2 separate regions of the Mus musculus genome follow, and region 2 is linked to region 1. The links are chromatin contacts, called in public HiChIP or PLAC-seq maps. All regions are on one chromosome and are shown on one strand. Each heading gives the region's core, a stretch centred on a gene start, on an enhancer-like site or on the middle of the called end of the contact. The rest is flanking DNA. Distances are from core to core; before and after follow the strand shown. Region 1 overlaps Gm51814 (predicted gene, 51814). Region 2 has its middle 69 kb from the start of Tnfaip3.

Evidence for each region. HiChIP or PLAC-seq counts read pairs in DNA pulled down with a chosen protein or histone mark.
Region 2: a BATF HiChIP or PLAC-seq map of CD8 T cells shows a contact between it and region 1, with 14 read pairs. The contact joins two enhancer-like sites. A contact is called at or near these places in 1 of 39 promoter capture datasets (macrophages), 2 of 15 datasets of contacts at CTCF or cohesin (the G1E-ER4 cell line and the NIH/3T3 cell line), 2 of 484 Hi-C or Micro-C datasets (bone marrow-derived macrophages and granulocyte-monocyte progenitors), 3 of 115 datasets of contacts at active chromatin or transcription factors (CD8 T cells, bone marrow-derived macrophages and effector CD8 T cells) and 2 of 9 other capture datasets (bone marrow-derived macrophages and macrophages).

Annotation. Positions count from the first base shown.
Region 1 is chr10:19,067,093-19,069,937 of GRCm38.p6, reverse strand. It overlaps Gm51814 (predicted gene, 51814), which reads right to left. Exons shown (of 4, transcript NR_168594.1): 4 at 579-732. Among named protein-coding and RNA genes, the nearest start is that of Gm51814, 5.7 kb to the right of the region's middle. Within about 2 kb of position 1,342, at least 55 of the 459 cell types and tissues checked have an H3K27ac peak or open chromatin away from gene starts, as enhancers often do. A contact at or near this core is called in CD8 T cells, where this site is marked.
Region 2 is chr10:18,945,454-18,948,298 of GRCm38.p6, reverse strand. No RefSeq gene overlaps it. Among named protein-coding and RNA genes, the nearest start is that of Tnfaip3, 69 kb to the left of the region's middle. Within about 2 kb of position 1,393, at least 5 of the 459 cell types and tissues checked have an H3K27ac peak or open chromatin away from gene starts, as enhancers often do. A contact at or near this core is called in CD8 T cells, where this site is marked.

The sequences.
Region 1 (2,845 bases), core at 93-2,592:
TGTCCCTCCTTAGAAAAGAATGGGCTTTTAGAAGATAATAATAATAAAATATAATACATCACTATATTAACAGCAAAATTTATAGTAACAAAATAAGATGCATTATTACTCCTTTATTGTAATATGTTTGAATTGGGCAATATTACAAGTTGATGTTGGAGAAAGAAGTGTGGCAATCAGGACTTTCGCTCAGACCCTTCAACCTCAAAAGGAAAGGATGTGCACAGCATCGTAGTTTCCCTGATGCTATTCTCAGTGTCTTATTTTGAAGGAAAAAAACATTTTTTTTCCAACAGAGTCTCACTCTGGCTGGCCATGAAATTTCAGTGATAGGCCTACCTCAGTCTTCCAATGCTGAGATTTCAGAAATGACCACCACACCCAGTTCTGTAGTGAAGAAATTTTGATGTGTGTTTATAGTGTTTTTATCTATACTGTTTGAATAAAACATTTCTACTTTTATATTCCTTACCCAAGACTTTGTGGCATACACAGCCTCTTCAAGTTCTCATTTCATAAAAGTTAAGATATTTTGGGAACAGAGGGTGAGGCTCCATAAATATCATTAAATTAAATAGAAAAGTTCAAACATTTTATTAAGGCGAAGTTACAGCAATTGTCTTGTATGAACTTTTCTAAGATAGTCTGCTGACTTTCACTTAGGAAGGCTCCACATCTTAATCATTTCTGAATTTCTGATAGAATTCGGTGGTGTCTTTAGGGCTGAATCAGCTATTCATAGAAAGAAAGAAATATCAACACCATCAGCTGAATTTAAAAGAAAATGCACATGAAACTTTCAATTAAATCAGAACCAACTAACCTAGGCAAAATGAAATAAACCAGTAACTTCAACACTGAGGCAGGAGGATTGTTGCAAGTTTAACTTTGGGGTACATATTATCAGACCAATCAGAAATATCTAGCAAGACTTTCCCAAAACAACAAGGTGAGAGCAATTTCTTATACATTGGGTATAACTCCAGAGAACTAGCTCCCAGAACTAGACTACGAACAAGGTAAATACTAGACTTCAACCTTCACTCAAAGGGAGAAACCCACCACGCTGTTCACCTACAAACTTCCGCAGCACCCTGAATTTTCCTGGTAGGATCTCCAGCTAAGGATTGGGCAGGTTGAGCCATCTTTCTTCTCTGACTCAAACAGCTGATAACACAAACTGATTCAAAGGTTACGGGTGGGGTTAATGTACCCCCCCCATTCATTACAGAGAATTCCTGTGTCTCCATAGCAACTTACACTTTCAGATCAAACACCTGTGCTCACTGACCCTGTTCAGTCCAACTTTCACTTTCACTCTTTTTTTTATGATGTGAAATCAGTCCATCCCGAACCTCTCGCTTCTGAGTACTGGGATTGCAGTGGTATTACTGGCATGACCCACTACCCCTCTTGATAGTTACAGGAAGTGTGTGATCGTTTTCAGTTGCACTTTCCTTTTCATTTTCAGACATTCTCTTTCTGACTCACTACTAAATAGAGAGCTCATTTCAATAATCTAAAATAAAAATTAGCCTCAAGAAGCCACCGTGCAGAAGAGATGAGAATCTTAGAATTGGGATCTGTGAATGCTAAAAGGAGATTTAACAATCATGTCTTTTTAACTCAACTCCAAAGAGTTAGGAAATATTCACACCAACCCTTAGGAGTGGAAGTGCAATCAGAACCAAGTGTTTGAAAATTTCAAGGCATATAGTTTGGTCCAGCAATTACAAATGGTAGGACTTAGTTTTCAGATATACTTTGAAACATATAGATGGATATACATGTAAGAGCACCCAACAACCAAGAGGCTTCTATCAGCAAAAAGATACTGTGTTAAAGTACAATATGCCTCTGACAGGAAAAGGAGGAAAGATAATCCTTGACTCAGAGAATAATGTTCACAATATAGTCCTTTAAAATAATTCCAAAGTGTGTGAGAAAGACCAAGAACATGTACACGTGTGTTTACATAGAAAGAGTGACTGGAAGCCAACGGGCTCATTTTAATAGTAGTTGCCTCTAAGCACAAGATTGAGGAGCAGTGGGAACAGGTCTTTTACAATTTATTTTTATACTCCTGTTGCTACCCACTCAGTTCTGCAGAGGGAATGATACTTGCTGGTGTTCTGGCTATTTAGTGTATAACCTAGGAAACAGTATCACCTCCTACCTCTTATGTAGGCTGTCCCTGACATTGTGCTACAAATCCAATGAGGATTCGATTGGGGTTGTTTCTAGGTTAGTAAGAGCAATACAGGGCTGAGGAAGGGCAGGGGAGGCACCCCATTCCACAGCTTAAGGACACTGGGCTTGTTTCTGGGACTTGAAATAAGCCTCCAGAGACACAGAAGTATCAATGTCTGGTGTGTTCTGTACAGAGAAAGAACTAAGAAGTGAATGGCTGCTTAGTTTTTTAACTCCCCAGAAAATCACCCCAACAGAACAAGCAGAGTGACACCAGTTTCTTTGAGGTCAGCATACTGTTGGTTTCCTGAATCTTTTTAAGAGATGACTTCTCTGATCCTTAGGAGATCTCATATTTGCCCAATGAGCATAACCCATATTTGTGCCTAACTGCTTGAAATAAAGATAGAATGGAAGAGATTCTTGTTGCTTATCACCATCAACCTTCCTCTTGGTTCTCGACGAGTGAAGTAAACATGTATTTTCTATGTTTCTCTTTCCTGTTCAGGGCTCCATGTGATTGTATCTCAGTTATCGTAAGCCATCAGTACATTACGTACCTCATGCTATCGTGGCTGTAATGGAGTTAGTCTCAAGCTATTTGTTTGGAATGTAAGATAAAGTCCCTATGTCCCTTCTACCATATTGACTAACA
Region 2 (2,845 bases), core at 144-2,643, 120 kb after region 1:
CCCATTCTTTTTATTTAGTTACTGCTTGCATACATGTATTTAAATATACTTATATATTCCCAAAGATAAGCTGTTTAGTCCATATAATGCCTCTTGTACACTTGACCGTATGTCTTCAGGGCTGACCACTTGGTGTTGGACAACTAACTGGTATGCTCTTCCCTGGGAAGGGCCACACCTCTTGGTCCCAGAAATACTCAATTGCCTATAGTTCTTTGTGTAGGACTGAGGCCTTGTGGGTTTTCCTCTTCAGTTTGGAATGTTTGTTGCTGTCCTCTTTGCTCAGCCCATGCTTAGTTGGTTATACTGGATAGACTTCATATGTGTAGCTTCTGATGTAACTAGGGAACACAATCTCACAGCAAAGCCCTCTGACTTAGGGGGCTCTCCCAATTCCCCTTCCTTCCACAATGTCCCTTGAGCCTTGGGTGTTCAAGTGTTTTGTGGATGTATCCACTGAGGCCAGCCTCCACAACTCTCTCTGTTGATTGGTCACCCTCTGTTGCAAAGATAAGTTCCCTTGACCTGGACTGAGGAGTACACTCACCTGTGGGTATTTGTCCTTATTTAAGTAGAAATGTTTATAGATTATTGATAGGGGTTATGTTAGTTTAGTAAACTAGTGGTTGAAGATTCCTCCAGTAAAAATGACTTCACTAGTACTGATTAGTTAGCTAAGTATCTAGTACCAGCTACAGTATCCCTTTCGTAGAGTGGGTCTTAAATCCAATTAGAAAATTGTAGGCTACTGCCAAAGTATGTGTGCCACTATTGCACATGTAAGGGTATAGTGCCACATTGGTCTTTGATGTGGTTCATAGGTATGCGGGACTGTAGATTGCCTCTCTCCTTTGGAAGCTTGCAAAGTATTTTTTTTGGTACCATGAAAACTAGTCCTTAGGGAGCACTCACTTCAGTTCCAGATCGCAGGCCTCTGGGCCTTGTTTCTTTAGTGCATCTTATCAGCAATAGGGACTCACCTTCCACCATTGGGAAGTAATTAAACACAACAGCAATAGGCTGTGTTTTGGGCGATTTTCTTAGACAGCCCTAGCCCACAACTTCAAATGAGGCTTCTCATGGCTGGAGTTGGGGGAATTGTTAGCAAGTCTGTGGCTCTCAAAGAGAGAGTTAACTGACCTCCTGTAAGTTGCTTCTTTGCTATTGAAAAGCTCTTTCATTTTATAAGGTCCCATTTATCAGTTGTTGACCTTGTTTCCTGAGTAACTGTGGTCCTATTGAGAAAGGTTTTACCTATGCTAATTCCATCACACCCCAGTAAGAATGCTCTTTATTAAGAAAACAACAACAAATGCTGGCAAGGATGTGGTAGGAGTGTAAACTGATACAGTCACTACAGAAACCAATGTGGAAGTTTCTCATAAAGCTAAAAATAGATCTGCCATATGACTAGATAGCCCACTTCTGTGTGTACACCCAAAGGACTCTGTAGTCTATGATACTGACACCTGTATAGCCATGTTCACTCTTACCCTCTTCACAATAACTAGAAAATGGGAGCAGCCCAAATGTCCAGCAACTGATGATAATGTGTATATTCACACACTGGAATGTCCAGCAACTGATGATAATGTGTATATTCACACACTGGAATGTCCAGCAACTGATGATAATGTGTATATTCACACACTGGAATGTCCAGCAACTGATGATAATGTGTATGTTCACACACTGGAATTTTATTCAGCACTGAAGAACTGGAAGAAATTTCACTGAGAGGTAACACAGGCCCAGAAAGGCAAACACTGTATATTCTCTCTTACATACAGATATTAAACTCAAAGTGTTATATTGCTGTATTTTAAGTTAGGGTGAAATGTCAGCAGAGGCCAGGTAACAAGAAAGGAATCACAATAAATATCAGGTAAGAGGAAGAGAGCTTAAGGAGGGAAGTGTGAAACACAATATGAAAGTGGATTGGGGACCACTAAAGGAGGAAAGCTGGGATGGATGTGGAGGATAGAAAAAAGGTGGAAGAAGGTCAACTAAACCTAAGAATTATGAAAGAGCCATATAGGAACTGACAATTTTACAAGAGAACATAACAGAAATGTTTTTAACTGTGCCCACCCAACCCCCGCTAAAACCCTGGAGATTGAACAGAAATGTGGGTGGTCAACACTACTCTCAGAAAGTCACAGTTTTCAAAGTCAAGTTCCAGGGCAAAGTGAAGGAGACCTTCCCATGAGCTGTTGGCCAGAGAACCCACAGAGGCTCCCAAACAATACAGGCTGTTGCTGTTGCCAAGCTCTTGGTTGACAAGCAAAACTAAACAGCGACTTCTTATTGATGAAGACACCACGTATTCTGGGTACAGGTCACAAAGAAATGAACCTAAAGCTAAGCTCTAACTTTCCTACCTGCCCGCTAACATTCATAGTTCTGGAAGGTGCTATGCAGGTGGATGCAGGAAAGACATCCACAACAACCACACCCAATCATAGACCCTTGGTGTTATAATACTAAACTGACAGGAAAGATATGTCTACTGTTGGAATAGTGGTACGAATGCTCTGGAAAAGAACCAACAACTTCTGTATTAGATTTGAGGCAGAGGCATGGAAGGGAATACATGCCTGGCAATAAAGAATTGATTAAAGCCTAAGGTGAGGAAAGTCCCAGGCTATGGGAAATCTACTACTGATGTTGTATCAAATGGATTAACCTGCCTTGTAACCATTTATCTGTATACACATAGACTAGTGCAACTCTCAGCCTTGATTCAGCAGTGGGCAATGATGAGAGCAGGGATCTATAAGTGACCACAGTGATGAGACTAAATGACTATTGAGTGTTCACTTCCAACCAGGACATCTATGTAACC